Linked DNA regions of Mus musculus: all the other regions are linked to region 1. Evidence: chromatin contacts called from public Hi-C and promoter capture Hi-C data. All regions are on one chromosome and are shown on one strand. The core of a region is the stretch at or near the end of the contact, and the rest is flanking DNA. Distances in the headings are between cores, read along the strand shown.

Evidence for each region. Promoter capture Hi-C pulls out the DNA fragments that hold promoters and counts their contacts. A called contact is a pair of places that touch in the nucleus more often than the background predicts.
Region 2: a contact with region 1 is called in a Hi-C map of B cells, with 6 read pairs. The contact joins the promoter of Erich1 here to the promoter of Xkr5 in region 1. A contact is called at or near these places in 1 of 39 promoter capture datasets (cranial neural crest) and 1 of 484 Hi-C or Micro-C datasets (B cells).
Region 3: a Hi-C map of B cells shows a contact between it and region 1, with 5 read pairs. The contact joins the promoter of Golga7 here to the promoter of Xkr5 in region 1. A contact is called at or near these places in 1 of 39 promoter capture datasets (pre-B cells) and 1 of 484 Hi-C or Micro-C datasets (B cells).
Region 4: a promoter capture Hi-C map of pre-B cells shows a contact between it and region 1. The contact joins the promoter of Atp7b here to the promoter of Xkr5 in region 1. A contact is called at or near these places in 2 of 39 promoter capture datasets (cranial neural crest and pre-B cells) and 2 of 484 Hi-C or Micro-C datasets (CD8 T cells and muscle stem cells).

The regions. Positions count from the first base shown.
Region 1 is chr8:18,949,465-18,952,389 of GRCm38.p6, reverse strand. It overlaps Xkr5 (X-linked Kx blood group related 5), which reads left to right and starts at 1,415. Exons shown (of 7, transcript NM_001113350.2): 1 at 1,415-1,514. The coding sequence starts at 1,457. Gm40464 (a long non-coding RNA gene) reads right to left here and starts at 2,123. Exons shown (of 3, transcript XR_870173.3): 1 at 1,960-2,123.
Region 2 is chr8:14,088,848-14,091,772 of GRCm38.p6, reverse strand. It overlaps Erich1 (glutamate rich 1), which reads left to right and starts at 1,446. Exons shown (of 6, transcript NM_001034862.2): 1 at 1,446-1,532. The coding sequence starts at 1,511.
Region 3 is chr8:23,255,521-23,258,445 of GRCm38.p6, reverse strand. Golga7 (golgi autoantigen, golgin subfamily a, 7) reads left to right here and starts at 1,366. Exons shown (of 5, transcript NM_020585.2): 1 at 1,366-1,772. The coding sequence starts at 1,662.
Region 4 is chr8:22,058,519-22,061,443 of GRCm38.p6, reverse strand. Atp7b (ATPase, Cu++ transporting, beta polypeptide) reads left to right here and starts at 1,370. Exons shown (of 21, transcript NM_007511.2): 1 at 1,370-1,472. The coding sequence starts at 1,389. Alg11 (asparagine-linked glycosylation 11 (alpha-1,2-mannosyltransferase)) reads right to left here and starts at 723. Exons shown (of 4, transcript NM_001243161.1): 1 at 674-723. The coding sequence starts at 717.

The DNA.
Region 1 (2,925 bases), core at 166-2,665:
CCCACTCCAGTTAGTCACCACAGTAAATACTCATTGGTTCACCAAGCTGGACAAGGGTGCAGCCATTGCTTTTATCTGTCATGTTTTGTCTCTCCAGGAAGTCTGTCTCACAAGAGCCTCCCCTGAGTCAGGTCTAGAGACAGTGTCATTAGTCTAATGAAGGCACCTCACCTCCTGCCATAGCAGACTGGTAAAAGATAACACATTAGCCAAGGAGGAAACGTAACTGGATAAGTGCTGTGAAGAAAAGAAAGGTAGAGAGAAGGGAGGCTGGTGGCACAGGAGGTGTGATTATGAACCAACCACCTTTGCCACACAGCCAATCAAATAGAATAGAATCAGATAGAATATCCCAGCTGGAATCCCCAGTTGTGTCTTCCAGCTGACCCTTCTGCGATCTCCATTTATAGGATTCTGAACCTGGGGGGCCATGTCCCTCCACACTGGACACAGCACACAAGACAGACCAGAGAGGCAGCCAACGTCCTGATCCCCCACCTTGCCTGCCTTGGACTGTTTTTAACAAATGAAATATAGAATATGTTTTTATTTCTCAAACCGTACACCTAGGAATTTGGATGGGGAGTGTGGTGGGATGTTTTAAGGCTAAAAATGTTGAGAAATGTATTGAAATGTTCCCCACCCATCACTAATCATGAACAGCATTTATTTCCAGTCCTAATTTGTGTATTCTTATTCCTTCGCAAGAATTCTATGGGGCAGAATCGCTGTAGGCCTGACCTCTACTTAGTAATTTCCTGCCACGCCTGCTCAAGGGTTATAAAACATTTTTCCGCTGGGCATGGACGATTCAGAACAATCTTTGTCCCCACGTCCACAGTCCTGTGTAACCTCTACATCGAAACAAATGTCAGGGTGATGCTTTCCCATCTCCCAGAAAGACTTTCCGTGGGAAGGTTTACTTCTGGCTTTGGGGGATCTGGATTAACCCCTCAAGGATACCTGGGAGAAAGGTCTGAAAGCAAAGCGGCTATTAAAGGCTCAGATGCCATTTTAGGCGTGTTTCCTTTCCCTTTTCTGGACACACAACTGAAATTTTTCAAAAGTCCCAATCAGCTTTTCAAATTCCTCCTCCCATGATACACATACACACATACACCACTCTGACTAGTAGTTAAGTGGACTCTGTTTTGAGCAAACCCGCTGACTATGACCACCCAGTGACTAACCCATTTCGCTTCAGAACAAACCCATTGTGTCTTACAGCCGTTAGGAGGCTGGGACAGCATGCAAATCTGACACAGACCGCGAGACTGCCCCCTAAGAACCTGTCGGTTCCTCCTGCCCCCTGTCCCCGCCTTCACCCCAACCCTACTAGCAACTTGGTAACTGACTGGGAAGAAAAGCCTCCTGTCTTGGGGCCCCAAGCCGGAAGCCTCCCCAACCCGGTCCCGGGCAGGGGAAGGGGCGGGCACAGGCAGCAGCAGCTCAGAAGATGCACGCGGGGCTCCTGGGGCTCTCTGCCCTGCTGCAGGCGGCCGAGCAAAGCGCGCGTGAGTGAGGCGCAGCCCGCGAGTGCTCACCCCTCCAATACCCTACTCCAACCCAGTGTGCGGGGCACATCTACCACCGCTGTGCCTCCTCCTCCTCCGGCAGGCAGGCAAGCGGCGAACACTGCGCCGGTGCACGCACGATGATCTCCCGTCCTAGCCTGCAGAGCACTCCCTGTGTGATCCCCTCACCATGCATGATTTCCTCCATCCAGTTAGACATCCCTCCATGCATGGATCCTCCCCATACTCCAAACCCGGAGCCCTGAGTCCCTTCTCTCTCCTCTCGCTGGTGCTCTGCAAAGAGCTGCGTGAGGAGGCTACTTTGGAGCGCCAGCACTTGGTGAGGCGCCCTGGCTCCCTGGACACCCGGGCTCCGGGCTGGGGTGGCATGCGATCCAAGAGCTGGGAGAGGTGGAGGGGTGGGATCCCAAAGGACACTGGTTACCCTTTCGAGATTGTGACACAGCAGAACGCTGGTTTACTGAAGACAAGGGTCCTGTGGGTAGCGGAGATGAAGCAAGATGGCCATAGTTTTCGCGCCTTTCGCGTTTGAATTTGTAACCCTTTCAGTGCTGGCATAGAGTGCCTCCGCCCACTTCTGCCACTCTCCTACAAGGCCCGGTCCCTGGGGAAACTCCACCATCCGGATCCAACAAGGTTCCGCGTCCCTTCTTGGACATGGTATCTCTGAAATTTACCTCTGATTTACAGAATAATCCCTGCAGATTCCCGTCCCCAACACCCACTCAGAATCCCAAAGGGCGCTAGTTTAGGCCCTAAGAGACTAGGAAGTACACTGTTGCCCATAGTGGCCTAGTCCCCTAGCTTTCCAACAGGAAAAGAATGGATGTTTAGCAGGAAGCTTGTCAGTGCACTGAACATAACCTGGGACTGAGAAAGGAATAGTGGCTATTCTCTTCCCATAGCTGATGGGTTCCCGGCTCTGCCTCCAAGCAGTGAGGTTTGTGCCTACTGATCTACATTCCTTGGTAATCCTAGAAAACTCAGGACAACGGTAGTGTGAAAGGGTCCCTGAGTACCCTCCACAATCCCCCTCAGTAATCAGTAATACCAACACAGCTTCTCGCTGACATCCGAGGTTATATAGGTGGAGCCTGGTCTGATGGCATAGGCGTATAATCCAAGCCAATGAAGAGGTTGGGGGTGGATGAACGTGGTGAGTTCTAAACCTAACTAGGCTGCAGAAAGAGTTTAAAGCTAGCCTGTGCAACTTAGCAGAACATTGTCTCTAAATAAACAGAAAAGTGGACTCGGGGATAGCAGAGGCCTTACCTAGCACAGGAACTGCCCTGAGTTCAGTCCTTAGAAACACAAAACAAAAGAAAATCCAAAGCCAGCCTCACACAGAACCAGCTATGACTGAAGTCCAGCACATGCAGCCCTGGTTGGC
Region 2 (2,925 bases), core at 197-2,696, 4.9 Mb after region 1:
ACACATCCACACTCTGACTACTCTTCCCACAACCTTCTATGTCACAACTCAGATGCTAACGATCAACATTTCCCTTATGGCAATGGGCTAGCAATGGACTTTTGCTTCATCTGCTACAACCTCCTTTTAACCGAGAGACAGAAGCCACTTCCTTGACATTTACATTGGGTCATTTCACTTCGAAGCTCAATGCATCAATTTTACACATCTCCGTTTGAAGTTGCTTCTTCCATGATCTTTACCAGTAAAGTAGAAGAAAGCAGCAGAGACCTATTATTAAATACTGATTTATTGATTCATTTCATGACTTATTCAAAGCACTGCTTGTCCTGCTTATTTGACAAGCATGTCTTTACTGGCTACTTGGAACATAACGACCTGGAGAAATAGCAGAAACATTGGGCTATGTTACCCTTAACAACCTGCTGACTGCCTCTTAGGCATCTGTAAAATTTCGCTTGCTTGCCCACCCCACCTTGTGGTTTTAGAGTATAAAACGCAAACAACAGACTGGAGCCCAACCAAGCCTTTCAGGAGCAACCCTGGCTTGAGTCCATCTGCGACATCTCTTCGCTTCTACTCTCACTGATGTCCGAGTGAGTGTTCCAGAGAGTCCTGCAATAGCAACAACCGCGCGCCTTCTCTCCTTCCAGATCCAAACCTGCGTTAGATAGGCTCTAAAAATGTTTTGAGCATTCTCTTCATAACATCAGGTCTTCCTCTTTCATCTTCTCAAAGATGAAACCCAAATCATTTGCTCCTGCATTATTTCCCTTCAAAGAGCCCATCTCTTTGGAATATGGTCCTTACAGTCTTCTTGGTCATGCTCCTCTATCTGACCTTTCATGAACGTTACCACCAGCTTGCAGACCATGTAGGAACTTGGCAGTCATGTTTCTGAAGACGCAGTTCAAGGGTGAAGACTCAATGTCAACAGGGAACAAGGGCTCCAGCGCGGTAACACAGCTGGTCTAAAAGCAAAGTGGAAGACGACACAATGAGAGGGATTCGTAGACGCGAAACAGATGGGAGCATCTCCAGCCGTGCAGCGGTACAACTGGCAGACGTGGTGAGGGGCGCGCGGAACGGATTGCAGGTGTCTGGGGAACCTTGCCTTGCTTCAAGCCTCCAGACCTTCCTTCTCTCCTCAGCAACCTTTCTCCAGCTTGCACTCCAAGTTCCGCAAGTGTGCAGAGCCGGTACTGTCCCCAGCTGTGTCTTGGCCCACGTCCATCACAGGGGCAAACCGCAAACCACAGGAGCAGAGCTTTCAGGCCGTCTGCCTTCCGCGCAGGCTCCAGAGCCAGGCTCCTAGAGGCAGAGTTTAAGCCACGCCCGGGCCGCATACGAACCAATCCGCCCCCGAATATGGATGATTGACATCCAGCGGCGGGGAATTCGGGTCCGGATTAGGCACTCCTAATATTGTGGGCGGGCCTACACGAGAGGAATCCGGAAGCGCCGCGCGACTGGTGGCGGCTGGGGCCAGAGATCCCGGCTGGGGTCCAGTATGTCTTCTCTTCGGAAGCAGGGTAGGCAGGAAGCGCGGAACGCGAACGGAGACTGGATCCGAGATACCCAGGGGTGGCGGACGTGGTAGGCTGATGGCCCTGAGCACTGAGGGATCGTAGGGGCTACAGGGACCTTGAGTGTCTAGGGCAAGATGGGACATGCTGGGCCCTGAGGTACCCTTCTTGTGGTGGCTTCCCCTTCCTGCTGGCTGGGTCTGGCGCTGTCGCAGCTTTTAGGGGCCTTCGTTCTCCCTGGACCACACTAGTGGAGCAGAGGCCTCACCGGACTCTGGGATCTTCTTTGCTGGGGCGGAGCTGGCGCGTGGGGATGGGGATTGGGGTGGTGGGTGGAGGACACAAGACCTAGAGTCTGGAGGATTGCCTTTACCTAGGGCAGCCAGGCCTGCAGTCATCTCTGGGTTAGTACCCTGAGGTCCTGAAGTGCAGTTCATGTGATAGGAGTAGAGAATATGAGACTTTTCTGTGTTTAAAACATGCTTCTCTCTTGTGAAATGGGAGGGAGGTGGAGGAGACGGCTAGTGGCAACTGTATATAGTTAATAAGTATCTGCTTAAAAAGCAGGAAACTAATTTCTCTGCAAGCAAGAAAACCATGAACAAATTAGTATAGTCCCCATCCTTAACTAGCGACTTTCCACTTCAGCCTCAGTGACTTAAGTTTCATCAAACTTTATGGGGGTGGGGCGGGGGGGGGGGTTGGAAGTAAGATGATCTCAGGGATCAGAAAGGACAGATATAACCCTTTCAAAACAGTCTGATCTGATGTTGTGTTTCAAGATGAACATAAGTGTTCTTTACTGAGCAGCAAAACCTTTTTCTAATCCTTGCAAGGAAGAGGATACAAACACTTTATAGGTTCAGCTGTTTCCTGGGTTGACGCCACACCCTGTGCTTTCTCTTCTTGAATTCCCTTCTATGTTCGAGATGCTTCAAAACTTGGCATTAAATGCAAGGAATTATATCATCTATAAAGCACCTCGCCAACTTTAAGACTCTTTTTAACCTCAGTAAATTAAGGTAAAATGCAGGAAAGCTTTTGGTCGTTTTAATCAGACACTAAACTACTCTCTGAAAACAGTCTCTTTTTCTGTTGAAGAGACTATATGACAGAATTATCAGGTAAAATGTAAATAGTTGAAGGATACTGTGTTTTCCAAAGAGTGGGGCTTGTGAACCCAAAACATAAACCTGGAAGTAGGCATTTAAGCCTGAGAAGGCCAGCTAGGATGCCTCATGGTGGTTATATGGGGATGGAGGAGGGAGGGAAAGCATGAGAGAGATGGGAAGAAAGGTTTCTAGGAAAGACTCAGCTTGGTAATGAATAAGATACCGAAAGAGACCTAGATCAGAGCTTCAGGCCAGCCGCAGTGTCTGGATTGGGCAGCGTTAACACT
Region 3 (2,925 bases), core at 117-2,616, 4.3 Mb before region 1:
GGACAGCCAGGGCTATACAGAGAAACCCTGTCTCAAAAAACCAAACAAACAAACAAATAAAAAACTGTCTTGGTCATGGTTTCCCTTCACAGCAATGGAAACCCTGAGGCAGTACGTGAATGAATAAATGGGGAAAGTCACAGAAATGAAATTACGTATGGCACAACAGAGGAATCTCAGTAGAATCTATACAATAAGAAGGAGACGAAAAACTCTGATTCAATTTAAGTGAAAGTTAAGAAAACACAAGTTTGTTTCTAGTGACAGAAAGGTTAGTACTGGGCAAAGGGGGTCTGCTGAATGGCTGAAAGGTATGACTGTAAAGAGTAAGGAAGTTTTTAGAGGTGGTGTTTATTATCTTGATTGTACTGATGGTTTAAGGGCATGGACGTGGTAGAAGTTAACAAATTATGTCCACGTTAAATGAGTGGGTTTACTATACACCCTTTATTGGGATAAAGCTATTCATTTTTGAGACAGGGTCTCACCATGACGATCTGGCTGGCCTGGTACTATTTAGGTAAACTGGGGTGGGCTTGAACTCAGAGATCACCAGGGAGTGGACGACCTCTGCCCTGTCCCCCGCCCTATGCTGGAAATTTTTTTAATGCTATTTTTAAAACCCCAAAAGAGAAATCAATTATCGTGACAACTGATCAAGTATCTAATCAATTATCAGTATACTAAAAAGTTGTACTAGAACATCGCCACCACCAGACGTGCATAGGGATTTTCCTGGATGTCTTGCAAAGATACAGTCAGTAAAGTGGGGACCAATGAGAGAGAACTGTTGTTGGTCCAGTCGGGTCACCTAAGCGGGTATAGCTGGTGTACATGTCTCTGGGACGAAAAAAACCAACACCTCAAGAAGAATTGGAGAAGGGATGCAGGATAATGCAGAACAGGAATACCATCTCCTCACTCTCGTTCAAGAGGGTTCCAGGGGCCAAATGCATCCCCAGTAGTGCGCTTTGTAGTTGTAAATATCTGTGTCTGTTGGAATTGGAGAGTGACGGTTGTTTTTGTGGAGCGAGGTGGGTTAGCCCACGTGAAAGCTGGAACGCTTAATCAAGAAGGGAACTATTCCTGTGCCCACAAACCACTTCACCACAACCAACAGGGAATTCCGAGTCTCTAACCCCGGCGTCTTTCCCGGAACTCCCGGATCCACCGATCACGTCCACCTCATCATCATCATCTTCTTCCGCCCGGAAGGGTTTCATTCGCCTACACTAGGAAGACTTCTCTCCCAGCCACCGCGCACCTCACCGCAACGCGCAGCCGCGGAGGCGTCGCTTTACGGCCGGAGGGGGCGGGGTGTCAACGTGCGGCACAGAAGGTGTTCGGGAGAGGCTAGGTTTTTTTGCGACAGGACGTAAGCGGCGACGGAGGTGGCGCGACAGCTGCTGGAGGGCCGAGGAGGCGGGTTTGTGTTTCCAGGGCCGAACCAGGATGTGGGGGGGCGCGGGTCCTGGGCTTGGGTAGCTTGGAGTCCCTCGGCTACAGCCATGAGTGAAGGGGATCGGCGAGGGGGGAGGCCTGGGGCGTCTTTGGGCGGTGGGTGGCTCCGAAGGGCTGGCGGGCCGGAGAGCCGGCTCTAGGCCGGCCATCTGACCCCGTGTCTTGCCCGAACTCGCAGAGCGGCGGGTCCTGTCCTCGCCATGAGGCCGCAGCAGGCACCGGTGTCCGGGAAGGTGTTCATTCAGCGAGACTACAGCAGCGGCACGCGCTGCCAGTTCCAGACCAAGTTCCCCGCGGAGCTGGAGAACAGGGTATGCAGCCCGGCTTCCCCTGCTCCTGGCCCTGCTCCTGGCCCTGCCCCTGGCCCTGGGGAGGGGAGAGTCCCTGGAGCGGGAGGGAGTGTCTCACGGTTCGGGAGAGCATGAGACGTCAGGATTCATGGGAAAAGATATACGAAGGAGGTACGGTCTAGTATTTGGAGAAAGACCACTAAGGCTAATGCTCAGAGTACAGTGATCATATAGAACTTTTAGGATGCTGGCCCGCAGTCCACCCAAGAGTGTCCTTAACAGGATGCCGACACACACACACACACACACACACACACACACACGGTACTTGACACCTGGTTGAAGCTCACACACACACACACACTCACTCAGTTATTGACATCTTGATGAGGTGCTAATTCCTGGAACTCCAGGCCACCTCATACCTCCTGTGGTAACCTATATCCTACTGCCTCAGACACGCGAAAGACAGCGTCATAGTCATGACTGGTATCTGTGGTCACTGTGCTGGTCATACTGTTCAGCTGAAAGGGTTTATTAGGGATGTGCTCGGCAGTCCAGACAGGCCTTCTTGGAACCTGAAAAACGTACACGGTCCCGGGCAGGAACGGCAAAGGAACTTGTAGCTGAACCAACCCTGACTCCCAGTCATTATCACTGGGAACTTCCTGTTTGCCTTGCATATCAAAACGGTCATGGGGCAGAGGTCCTTTGGGCAACCTTGTAAACAAAGATGAGATTTGTGTACCATTCCTTCAGATTTAACCACACCAAAAAAAAAACAAAAAAAATCTACTCGTCTACCCAATGTGATCCTCCTTTTGTTCTTCAGCGATATTACTCAGATTCTATTTCCTGTTCATAAATCAGTTTCTGAAGGATGAGGAACTTGGAGGGTAATTAAGCATGGTGTGGGTGTGGGGCTAAGAAATGCTGCTTGTGGACTAGGTAGGTGGAGATGAGTGTGTACTAGAGAAATGTGTGCCAGCCATTTAAAATCAGAGGGGTGGTTTGTAGGCTGGGTGTGTGGCTTAGTGCACAGAGCCTGTTTTTTCCAGGTTGAAGGCCCAGGGATCTATCCCCAGCACTACATACTTACTCAGGCCAACTACCAGCTACTAGGAAATCTAAGGCTGGAAGACTGCATGTTCCAGGCCAGCCTAGGCAGTTTGAA
Region 4 (2,925 bases), core at 121-2,620, 3.1 Mb before region 1:
TCCAAAGCTTTGAATTACTTATCAATGACCATTATAATGCAGAAAGTCACTCATGACAATGTACACTGTACAGAGCTGGCAGCATTCCATTTATCGGGAAAAGGCCAAGAATGTGCTAGAACAAACTAGCCTATTCATATTTTTAGCAATCACTACAGACCTTGAAGCAGACAGCTCAGAAAGGAAGATGTAATACAAACTCTGGCAAGAATGCATGTATCCACTGCTCTTCAGAACGCTATTTCGCTAGCTATAAATGTTCAACCTGAACAAAAACACATATGAACTTAGGTAGGCTTTCATAGGGCAGAAACAACTTTTGAAATATGGAACTATTACAATAGTAGTGACCACCGGGTGGTTAACATTCCTGTTTATTTCTACCAACTTTATGTAATTCTTACATAAGAAACGATATGTATCTCAAAGGCAAAACCAATATATTTACAACTTTAAACATCAACCAGGAAAGAAGAAATCAACAGATGGTCAAGTAGCAGAGAGTCAACCAACTGGTTTACGAAGCAGCAGGTAGCCAGTTAAGGAAAACAGCTGATCGGCATGCGAAACAACCGAGGTAAACCGAGGCACGAAGAAAGCGCTTCTACAGACTTTATCTGGACTGCCTCCAAACCCTCCACGCCCTCGTGAGCTCAGGCCACCAGATCCTCACCGCAGCACGGCGTACACGCACCAGCTCCCAGTGTCCGCCGCCATCTTATCCCACCCTCCCCTCTCACAGCCCGGAAGCGCTTGCCTGTTCTTCTATCCTATTGGCTCCTGAGGAAGCGTGTGCCGTTAGCCACGCCCCCCGCTTACACGCCTTCCTGCAGGTTGCCTAATAGCCGCTTCCCACAGGCGGGGCGCACACGGGCCCATCCCACTTGGGCCACGCCGCTGCGGTGGCGGTGGTGGGGCGTGGCTTGTGATGGACAGCCGGCTCTCTCGCCCCTCCCACCCCACTCGCCCCGCCCACTTCGCTCCCCCCCCTCCCGTCTGGAAGCCCCCTTGAGGGCGCCCAGCCCTGCCCCCACCGCGGCGCTGCCAGCCGGTTGGGACCCAATGGGAGGTCCGGGCGGGCGACGAGCTAATCTTCCAGTACAGAGTCCGCTCTTTCAGAGGTGTCGGCGAGTCCCCAGCGGCCGCAGTAGCGGGGCGCGGGGTGGAGAGGGGGCTGCGCTGGAGCGGGCGTCCTGAGACTGTGGTCCTCGCTGCACCCTATCTGCAGCGCACCGCGGACCTCGCTGTCCGTAGTCCGCAGCGCCGGGGCTGGGAGATCTGAGCCCTGTGTTCCCCAGGAACCACGGATGCGCTTCTTCGCGCCTCCTCTCCCTGGCTTGTAAAGTCGCCCTTCCCTCCCCCCAACCAGGTGACCTTTGGGCTCGGGGATGGATCCCAGGAAGAACTTGGCGTCTGTGGGGACGATGCCTGAACAGGAGAGACAGGTCACAGCCAAAGAGGCCAGTCGGAAAGTAAGTTTCCTTTGCCTGACCGCAGCGTGTACGCACCTGCTCAAAGCGCTTTTCTCCTCGGTTCCTCCAGGGCTCGTGACTGTGGACACGTACCCCTGAGAACCCGGGAGGAAAACCCTCTAGATCAAGGGTGCCACTAGCCCTCTGGTGTACAACGATTTCGAGCCCAGAACTTTCCCCGGTCCTTATTAAAGAGCTCTTGAGCGTGGGCTTGCTGTATAAAAACTCTAGTTGCTCCTGGGAGTGCTAATACCTCGCTAATGCCTGGCTAATGCTCCTCAAAAGGTCTACATCCAAGTCCTGTACCTTGAAGGCATTCATTTAATAATACAGGGGGTTAATTAATGCAGCCTCTTAGAGATGCAAACAGCGTAGAATATTTAACATGAAAAGCAGGTCTGTTTTTCTTTTCTTCATGTGCGTTTTCAATCAACAAATACTTACTGAAACTTGTATAGGTCGCAGGCATATGATGAATTCTTGAAGATTTGTGCATTGTTTTAAAATATTTTGTCTAGCTTAATTGAAATCACGTTTTATGTTCTCGGAACTTTTTTTTTCCAATTAGTTATACTTTGTAGATTGTTTCCCAGAGTGTCATAGGTGTTCCCCATAGTCTGTTGGTGGTTCCCTCTTGGGTGGTCATGGCGATTGCTTCCTTTCTTTCCCAGTTGACGTGATCTTTGCACTTGAATTGTTGTGTGTGTGTGTGTGTGTGTGTGTGTGTGTGATGGAGGTTAGGGGCATCTTGCTGGACTTAGTGCTGCTTTTCCCACCATGTGTGTCAGTGTGTCGGGTCGTCGGGTTTAAAAGCTAGTGCCTTTACCCACTGAGCCATCTTGCCCTACTTGTACTTGAGTCTTTTTTTTTTTTAAAGCATTTATTTATTTGTTTTATGTGTATATGGGGAAGAATGGAGGGGGAGAGAATCTAGGCGTGAGAGGTCAGCAGAAGACGTCCAGGAGTTGGTTTTCCCTCCTTTCAGCAAACAGGTCCTAGGGCTTCAAGATTGTGTGCATCCACTCATCGAGCCATTCAACTGGCCTTACACTTGGTTATTGACATCGAATTTAATACTGGGCGTATTTCTTTAGGTCTGGATTGCTGGATTGGAGCTTGCTCCTTTTGTTCAGGTCTCTGAAACTAATTAATCCAGCAGTTTTATCCAGCGTCCCTTGTTAGTGAAATTCATGTAGACTCTGGTGTGTAGGAATGAGAGGGGTGTAGGTTAATGGACAGGCAGGGAGAGAGGTGGCTGAGTAGGTGTGAAGACAGCCCACACCGGGTAGGGGTGGCCAGAGCAGAGAAGGAGATGCCCCCTATCTTTGTCAGTGTCCCCCTGAAAGAGTAAAGTCTTTATCTAATCAGGTGAAATTGAAGACCTGCTCCTCTGTGGAAGCAGTCGGTTAACTGCTCTGTCTCTTGTTGGCCTCACCCGCTTCTGAATTACACT